Linked DNA regions of Drosophila melanogaster: region 2 is linked to region 1. The links are chromatin contacts, called in public HiChIP or PLAC-seq maps. All regions are on one chromosome and are shown on one strand. The core of a region is the stretch at or near the end of the contact, and the rest is flanking DNA. Distances in the headings are between cores, read along the strand shown.

Evidence for each region. HiChIP or PLAC-seq counts read pairs in DNA pulled down with a chosen protein or histone mark.
Region 2: a contact with region 1 is called in a Psq HiChIP or PLAC-seq map of the Kc167 cell line, with 3 times the contacts expected there. The contact joins the promoter of CG16727 here to the promoter of CG44174 in region 1. A contact is called at or near these places in 3 of 107 Hi-C or Micro-C datasets (the ML-DmBG3-c2 cell line, brain and larval central nervous system) and 1 of 6 datasets of contacts at active chromatin or transcription factors (the Kc167 cell line).

What each region holds. Positions count from the first base shown.
Region 1 is chr3R:19,295,738-19,300,406 of dm6, forward strand. CG44174 reads right to left here and starts at 1,958. Exons shown (of 1, transcript NM_001275799.1): 1 at 1,509-1,958. The coding sequence starts at 1,791. The coding sequence ends at 1,660.
Region 2 is chr3R:19,610,811-19,615,479 of dm6, forward strand. CG16727 reads left to right here and starts at 2,571. Exons shown (of 5, transcript NM_142561.2): 1 at 2,571-2,833; 2 at 3,044-3,486; 3 at 3,545-3,962; 4 at 4,018-4,524; 5 at 4,592-4,669. The coding sequence starts at 2,691. CG17752 reads left to right here. Exons shown (of 6, transcript NM_142560.2): 2 at 1-6; 3 at 76-334; 4 at 394-805; 5 at 867-1,373; 6 at 1,432-1,627. The coding sequence ends at 1,570.

The sequences.
Region 1 (4,669 bases), core at 708-3,207:
TCCAAATTTCCTAACCAAACTTAAGCTGGTGTATAAGTAATCCCTACTTTTAGCGGCTCCGTCTGCGTTGGTCGGCCAGAGCTGAGGAAAGGCATTGGAACTAGCGGAGTATGCAATTGAAATTGAAGAATTACGCGAAGAATGTCAGCGAACATAGTAAATGTTGTACACATGGCCCAGCCCGCTGGCAGTGGATCCCGATCTGGCCAGAGGGTCGCATACATTATGGCCGGTTTTGCAGGACGGGATGGGCATGGGGCTCATTCGCCCAGATAGATACGTACGTACTCGCATTGCGGGGAATTGTCACTGGCGGTTAAGTGAACCACAGCTGATCGAAGGAGTCGTGAAACGAGTGGCTAGTGGTAGTCGGAGCATCCCCCGCCATCGGTTTTTGCCTTGATTCTGTGGCGGCATCTAAATGAACTAGAGATCAACTGGGTTTTAGTAGCCTTAGCCTCATTACGAATGGAAATGATGATGGACAATAATGACGCGACAACAGGAAGTCCAAGTCGTCGCTGCAAATGCCGACGACAAGTCGTCAACTTAGCTCGATTCCCCTCCATTTTTCCCGCTCCATGGGATTGCGATCCGAACTGAATGAACGCGAACTCAAACTGGAACTGGGCTAGTGCATCGTTAAATTGATTTGTGTGTGATCCGATCCGCACAACTAGTTTCCAATGCCTGAGAAAGCTCGGCCTGTTCTGCTGGCCACAAAAACGAAATAGCTTCTGTTACAATATTTGTTTGAACATTTCAGAAATGCCACTTAAATGCCAGACTTCAGTTTCAGCACCGCGCTTCCGTTTATGGTAAGTTCTTGGCCTTATCATTGTCATAAGAGAGTTGTAAAGAATCCGGCCAATGTTAATGAGATGAGAATAAATCAAGCTTTATGGCACTGAAACGCCGACCTGTACTAGCAGAATCCCCCTTTGACGGTCCAGCAAATGAAGCAACAAATTTACGACAATTCGAAAATTGGCAGCCGTGGGGAACGGTTTTATTCGATTGCCGGGATTGTCATAATTTCGACAGGCCGGCAATGGGAAAATGCAGCCAACACCCGCAACTTTCGGGCGCTGGTACCGTTTTCGGCCAATTCACCCTGTCCGCCTGGCAATAGAAATTAAAGTTAACAAATTTCCGACAATGTTTGGACAGTTTTGCAACAAAACAGGCAACAAAAAACAAGCCAGAACAAAGCTGCAACAACAGCCGATGACGCCGAGTACCGTAATTGTGGCTCTTTCGGGTTCTTTTGTCCGCATTCAAAGTTGTCAGATAAATGGGGAATAGCCAGGAGAGAGCGATTGCACAAGCGGAAAAAGGATAAATACACTTAAAACAATGCCAAAGGATTGGAAATCCTAATGAAATATAAGGGAAATCTATCTAAGTTTCAAGATTGTGTTCCTAATGTAGTACATCCAAACTTTTTTTATGCATAGACAACCTATTCATTGGGTAGTTTTTTTTTCATAATTCATAATTCATTCATTCAAGACATAATTCATGGTCTTATTATTATTATTATTTTGTTTAAATTTATATAACTCAGTTTCAAAAGGATAATACTTAAGAGCTACATTGATCTAAGCTATAAAGCAATTGTATCTGCAATTGAAACTAACAGTTTCAACAAAATGTTTTTTAGTGCAGTCCTATTAAAGATCGCTTAGCTGACAATGCAACTCCTAGGTAGCCGCACCAGCTTCCTTCCATCAGCCAACGCAGACGCCCCAAAGGCCTAAAAGTTGCCGCCAACTTCCAATTGCCAAACATTTCTGCACCGTCCACTCCTGGCCCTTCCTCCTTTTTTTTTCGCGGATTTCTTTGGGATTCGGCGGATTGCAGGAGGAGTCTTTTACTTCGAGCTGCGAATGTGTGTAAAGTTAAGTTGTCGTCGCCGTTGTTCGATGAATCGTGATTTTGTCAATTGGGGCTCAAATTTTTTGTGCTCGGGTTCCTTTGTGAATGTGGAAATGTGGCACATTGGCTTGGTAATGGGAAACGTTGCCTGGGTATGGGAAAGGCAATTAGAGCGATGGAAAGTGCCGTCTAGTTCTAAATCGAATGGGAATGAAGGAGGAATGAGGAATCTACTTACAAATGCACCATTCTCCACGTTAGATTTTGGGTTCTTGGCATTATTGTAGAAAAGAGAACTGGGTCGGTTAAAGTTATTGGCTTGTCTCAGTGCATTTAATACTACTGCTACAGTATACTCTAAATTCAGATTATAATAATTGAATAGTTGGTAATATTTGCTTTATATGCTTGAAATTATCTCCTTTGGGAGATATATGCACAGAGTGCCATTTTTGTTAGAACAATTTGCACTTAAGCTCATAAATAAAATGCATAAAACTTGCATTTTTACAACTACTTCAATCCATTCAAAACCATCGACAAAATCGTGGCCAACTGTTGGTTTAAGAAAAAAGAAAAAAAACAGTGACTGTCGGAAGGCGAGACCAGAAATCAAATATTGAAGAGCTATGGTTAAAGTGAAGAGACCGAGACATAAGTTAACACTTTTTGGAGGAACTCTGAAATTAAGCAGCGATCGGATCTCTCGCACTTGGCCAGAATGATCACTGATCACACACAAACGGAACGGTTTTCGGTTTGTTTGCCTTTGACAAACAGAAAGGCAAAAGGGAGAACAGAAACGAATCCCAAATAAATCAACACATGCCACAAATGTATAAAAGATGTGAAGGCACCTCGTCGACTGCGGCTGCAGGCCTCATAATCATATTGATGTATTACAATAGTTTGTGGAAATACCAACTGCACTCGGCTCTTTCAGTTGTAAAAAAAAAAAGCGCTCGTAAAACCTACAGAAACATGGCTGAGAACGCGCCCATAAGATACAAAGGCCAAATGAGCTGGGGAATAAGGAAAGCCCGGCCAGAATATCGTGGCCGACAGATAAATAATGGAAATGCATACTAATTAAATGGTGAGAATTCCGTTGAGTCTGCGCCTTCTAAGCTCTGCCTAATTATTTGCACTCCAGAGATCTCAGATTGCATCGCCTCTTGTTTATGTATGTATGTATCATCATCAGAGCTGGTTTCATCGTTATCAGCATCCCAACAAGATGTTAATTATGATGGAGATGAGTGTGTCGGCCGTGTCTAATTGTGTATGTCAATATATTTGGGGGATCTTAGCTTTGTGTGATGGTTTCGTTTTTTACTCTTTTAACATTTCCACTTTAATTGATTCCAATGAGACGATAATTACCGGAGAAAAGCGACGTTCACAACAGCAAATGGAAACAACGACGAAACCGATATTAATGAAATGATTTTTCATAATTAATGAAATTTAATGCAGACCCAGAAAATCAACGTTCGGCTCTCAGCGCCGAACAGAAGTTCCCACATCATTAATAAAGAGTAAAGCCCAAGCCAAGAGACACACACGATGTGGCCCCATGGCGCTACCAAAAGCTGAAATTCAAACGAACTCGAGCAGCAGATACAGAGTTACAAATGTATCTACAAGTCGACAAATTATGCAGCGACAAGCAAGCGCAACGTTCCGACTTGGTGATTCCTTCTTATCGCTGGCTTGTTCTGTTTGGGGTTGCCTTGGTTTTTGGTGAAAATAAATTATAAACAGTTTGGAAATGAAGTCCAACGTTTTGTTCGCTGTCCGTTTAGTGGAAATTTATCGGCCGGGAATGTTAGGGCGCTACCTGAACGAAGACTTTGATCTACGGCCAGATTAAGCTGCCCTATGTCCGCTCAGCAGCTTCGCACTCTATTAGCTGCAGCTGAGCTGCCACTTTTCTATCGATCGGTTGCATCTTAAATACTTTATCGATCTCATTTGCATAGTCCACAAAATAGATAAAGCCTATATCTACTGAGCTTCTTCAGTTGCCTGAATGCCTCGAAATGTTCTCAGCTCATAAAACTCCATAGTGAATCATTGTCAGTCCATGGCTCCTCCTCCTCCGGTTCCCCAGACCCAGGGACTCAAACTCCAGACCCGAAGCTCCAAACTCTGTGGCTTGCCTGCATTTCATTTGTTGTGTAATTCCCTTCAATGTACTTTGGATGCCACGGATTTCTTGTCTTCGCTTTTGAATTTGATTCTTGATTTTATGTCAGTTTATTTATGATAAGATGACCTTTTTTCTCCTTTTTTCCCCCGGCTTCGTCTTACCGTCGCTCCTCTTTTTTATTATTTTGTTTTGGACCCTTGCCAAAAAAGAAGGAGTTTTGTATCTCTAGTTCTCACTCAGTCTCGCTGCATGAATGAATGGATGAATGAAGCTCATTAAATTATGGATCACTTATGTGAGGGGCTGGGAATATGCATGGAAAAGATATTGAAATATGAGTAGGATGCACTGGGAGATATCAAGGGGGAATCAAGGGTTAATGAACATCAGATATATCCAGAAGAGGATTAATCTTTAATGGGGCTATTTATCAATGAACATTCTCATTTTACCTCTCAATTGACTATGCAAGTCATAAGTGGTTAAATATTTATAATAATGGTCGAAAATATTTGTATTACTTGCATTTTGAAACCTTTCATCTAGCATTTTCTCGCACTGCACGATTTATATATCCCCGAATAAAACCATTCTTCGAGCAAGTACAAAGCTACAATTTCCGATCATGAGACGGCCAAG
Region 2 (4,669 bases), core at 1,321-3,820, 320 kb after region 1:
ACAGAGGTATGTTTCAGCCCAAAAGTAGAAAACCCATTTTATAATCAACACTCTCGTCCGAAATATTGAACACAGCTGGAGTGGGTCTGCGATGATGCCTACAAACTGGCGGTGGGTCAGTCCTTCTTCTTTATTGGATCCGCGCTGGGAAGTATATTCTTCGGATACTTGGCCGATCGCATAGGTCGTCTCCCTGCCTGCGTTCTATCGACCTTGACAGGAGCCTCTGGAGATTTCTTCACCTCCTTCGTGGGCAGTCTGCCTATGTTCTCGTTCACCCGTTTTATATCTGGTCTCTCCATGGACACACAATATGTCCTAATGTACATTTTGGGTGAGTTTATATAAAATATTTATGTTTTATACTCTACATTCAAACCCATATTATTGCAGTTTTCGAGTACTTGAGCCCACAACACCGCACCTTTGGTCTGAATATCATCTTGGGTGTTTTCTACTCAATTGGACTAATGATCTCGCCCTGGATAGCAATTTGGCTGGGCAATTGGCGTAGTTACCTCTGGGCGGCCTCCCTTCCAGCTCTAGGAATGTTAATTTTTCCGCTGTTCCTTCACGAAAGCGTCGAGTGGCTACTAACGAAAGGAAAATTCGACAAGGCAGTTAACAACCTCAAAAGTGTCGCCAAATTCAATGGACGCCAAGTAGAAGACTCTGTTTTCGATGAGTTCATCAAGCATTATCGAGAGAAGTTGAACAGTGCCCAAAAGAAATCCTCAGATACCTTTATGGGTATGTTGAGGACTCCAAGACTGAGAAAGTTCACAATTATTCTATTGATCAAATCGTGAGTTGCAATGATACTGAGATATTTTGAAAATGTTAGAACTTCAGTTATATTATTTCAGGATGATCATTACAATTGCATTCGACATCCTGAGTCGCAATGTTGAAGGCGTGGGCATATCACCATTCAAGCTCTTCTCCTACTCAGGATTCGTCGTCCTTCCTGGTGGTCTATCCATTATCCTGTTCCAGAACAAAATCGGGCGAAAAGGCATGGCCTGCGCCTCTCTTCTTGTTGGTGCCTTCATCACGGCGACCACCGGCTACCTGGTGGGCACTCTAGATCCAGCAAACTACTCTGTACTCCTGGGATTCATGGTGTGCTTGGCAAGATTCGGAGCGGTTGTTGCCTACGATGCGGAGGCTCAGTACGCGGCGGAGATTATACCTACCAGTGTTCGAGGACGAGGAGTGGCCAACATCCATGTGGTGGGCAATGCCTTCGCTTTCTTCAGCTCCTACATCATCTACTTGGGAACATTCTACAAGCCATTGCCCTCACTGTTGATCAGCTTCCTCCTCATTATAGGCGCTTGTTTGTGCCTAACTCTTCCAGAAACTTTGCACAAGTGGGTTTTCGATAACTTATTCCATATATTCATATATAATAACTATTTTATCCTGCAGGCAACTACCACAAACTCTAGAGGAGGGCGAAATATTCGCCAAGGGCGAGAAATGGTACTTTTTCCCTTGCTTTTCACGCAAACGGCAGTCGAATAAATCCGAATCTCAGTTGGAGTCAGCCAACGAAATTACAAAGTAGTTATAGTAAATGTATTAAGAATATAATAAATGCTAATGCCAAAGAGTACAGAGTAATAACAAAACATGTTTACTAGTATCTTAAGTTGTGTGGATGGTTACTAAGACAATAATCCCATGTTTTATTGGCCCCTGATAATACAAAAAGTATCTGATTTCATCATATACTGACCGCATCTCTAGAACTCAGATATATTAATCCCAGGCTCAGACATTTATTAAGCTTCGTAGTGCCCAGTTACTCTCCCATTCGGTTCGTTTAAACTTAATTAGCTTTTGTCTACGACTTGATTTATATAGATCACGCCAATGGTTCCGGAACTTTTACTAGCCGGCGAGATAATGGAATTCTGGAGAGGCTTTTGTTTGGCGCCTGCGAGAAGTAGACCTGTAATCTATACTATATATAATCTATATATCTAAACGAGAACCCATTAAAGTGTCCAGCCACAAACAACGAATCCGTATATCCGGCAAATCCCCCCCCCATTAAAAAAGACTCCATTTCAGGCGTGACTTACAGCACGACAGTGGTTAATCCGTCATAAATCTAAGACAAAGTAAACAAACGGAAAGAAGCCAAATTTTTCGAGAAAGTCCGTCACTTGACCAAGTTAAATGCCTGATAAGGATAGGAAAACGCATTTCAGAAAAGCCCTATTTACAAAGAAACCAGAAATCAAGGTCATGTATCGCTAAGTTTGACTGAAGAGCATGTTGATACAGTTTATGCTGATCCACATTTAATCATTATAAACATCAATTGTATGCTAGGTAAACAAATAACTTCTGTATAGGGTTGTTCGTTCACCTGTTCCGTAGACTGTTTACTCTGGCCTCAGCATCTGCATCTTATCATCGGCACACACCCCAAAAAGCGAGAGATTGCCTAGCCCAATCTCGGTGTTACTAATTACCCATCCTAATCAGCGACAACGCCTATATCTTTATACTATATAAGGCAGCTGCCGATCCTAGTAGGTGTCAAAATACTGCTCGTACAGGCAGAATGTAGTTGACTCGTTGCTGAGAAGATTCAACGCGGTGTCCACATAAACAAACTAAAGTCAGTTAGATACTATTAGAACGATTAGTACAAGTACGAGTTGTTCGAGATCACCATGGATTTCGACCGCGTGCTTGAGAAGTGCGGAAACTTCGGAAGATTTCAGTTTGTCATTCTAATTCTCTACGGCTACACGAACATTCTTAGTTCGTTGCACTATTTCTCACAGACCCTTATTACTTTTACACCCGAGCATTGGTAAGTTATTGTAATAAAGAGCAGTTAAATTAAAAATTCACACAATTCTATAATAATAGTTTCCGATTCTGAATACATTTCAATTGGTTAGAATGTGTCTATAATCAGCTTTCAATAATTAATTTAAAAGTATTGTCACCAAAAACTATATTTTCAAATAAATTGTATTCGGATAATTAATACTTGAATTCCTTTACTGCCAATTTCTAGGTGTTCCCACGATGACCTAATGGGCTTGGGTGCCGCGGAGCTGCGATCCATTTACTCCAACGTTTCGCACCCCTCCTGCACTCTTCTCTCCGAGGTGATCAATGGAACTGGAGTGGCCTCCGAAGAGTCCTGTCAAGACTGGATCTTCGAGCGGGAGAACGGCTACGAGAGTCTAACCACTGAACTGAAATGGGTCTGCGACAAATCCCATCAGCCGGCGGTGGGTCAATCCTTCTTCTTCCTGGGCTCGGTGGTGGGCACCATTTCCTTTGGATTTCTTTCTGACCACATTGGAAGATTGCCGGCCATGCTGATGGCGGCTCTATCCGGTGCAACTGGTGACTTTATTACCTCGTTTGTGCACACGCTACCCTGGTTCGCCTTCTCGAGATTTGTGTCAGGACTGTCCACGGATACCATGTACTACCTTATGTACATCTTGGGTAATATATGATATTCTTCGCTATTGTTTGCAAACTAACTGATTTAATTTTCCAATAGTCTTCGAGTACCTGAGTCCCAAGCGTCGTACCTTTGGTCTGAACATCATCCTGGCTGTATTCTACTGCTTTGGACTGATGACCTCGCCCTGGATCGCCATGTGGATTGGCAACTGGCGTCGCTACCTCTGGTTGGCATCTCTTCCAGCCCTAGGAGTTCTAATTTACCCCCTCCTGATCTGCGAAAGTGCTCAGTGGCTGCTGACCAAGAAGAAGTACGATGAGGCGGTGGCATGTCTGAAGAAAGTGGCCAAGTTTAATGGCCGCCAAGTTGAGGATTCTGTGTTTGATGAGTTCGTAAAGCATTATCGCGAGAAAATGAACGAGGAGAGCAAGTTGAACAAGCAAATGGATACATTCCTAGGAATGTTCAAGACTCCCAGATTGCGTCGCTTCACCACCACATTGCTGGTTAAATCGTAGGTCTACTGTTTTGTTTTTATGAGACACAAATTTAAGACGTCCTCTTTTTAGGGTCATCATCACGCTATCCTACGACGTGATCAACAGGAACATGGAAGGGCTGGGCTCTTCGCCCTTTAAGCTCTTTTCGCTAACCTCCAGTGTTTACCTACCAGCTGGTTTCACCATCTTACTGCTGCAGAACAAGATTGGGCGGAAGGGCATGGCATGTGGAGCACTGCTGGTGGGAGCTATTATAACCGCTGTCACCGGATTCCTGATCGCAGTACTGGATCCCAGTGAGAATGCTGTCCTGCTGGCCCTAATGGTGGGTCTGGGTCGCTTTGGCACAACGGTTTCCTACGATGCAGAGATCCAGTACGCAGCGGAAATCATTCCGACCAGTGTGCGCGGACAGGCGGTGTCCAACATCCATGTGGTTGGATTGGCCTCCAGCTCACTGGCCTTCTATGTGATCTACCTGGCACAATACTACAAGCCCCTGCCCTCGATCTTCATCAGCGTTCTAATGTTCCTAGGTGCTCTACTCTGCCTGACCCTTCCCGAAACGCTTCACAAGTAAGTGCATAATGTTATTTAAAGCTGGCGTTAAGTATCATAGACATATATCTTTTATCAAATTAAGAAAACTACCCGAAACCCTGGCCGATGGTGAGCGCTTTGCAATGAACGAGAGCTGCCTGTACTTCCCATGCTTACACAA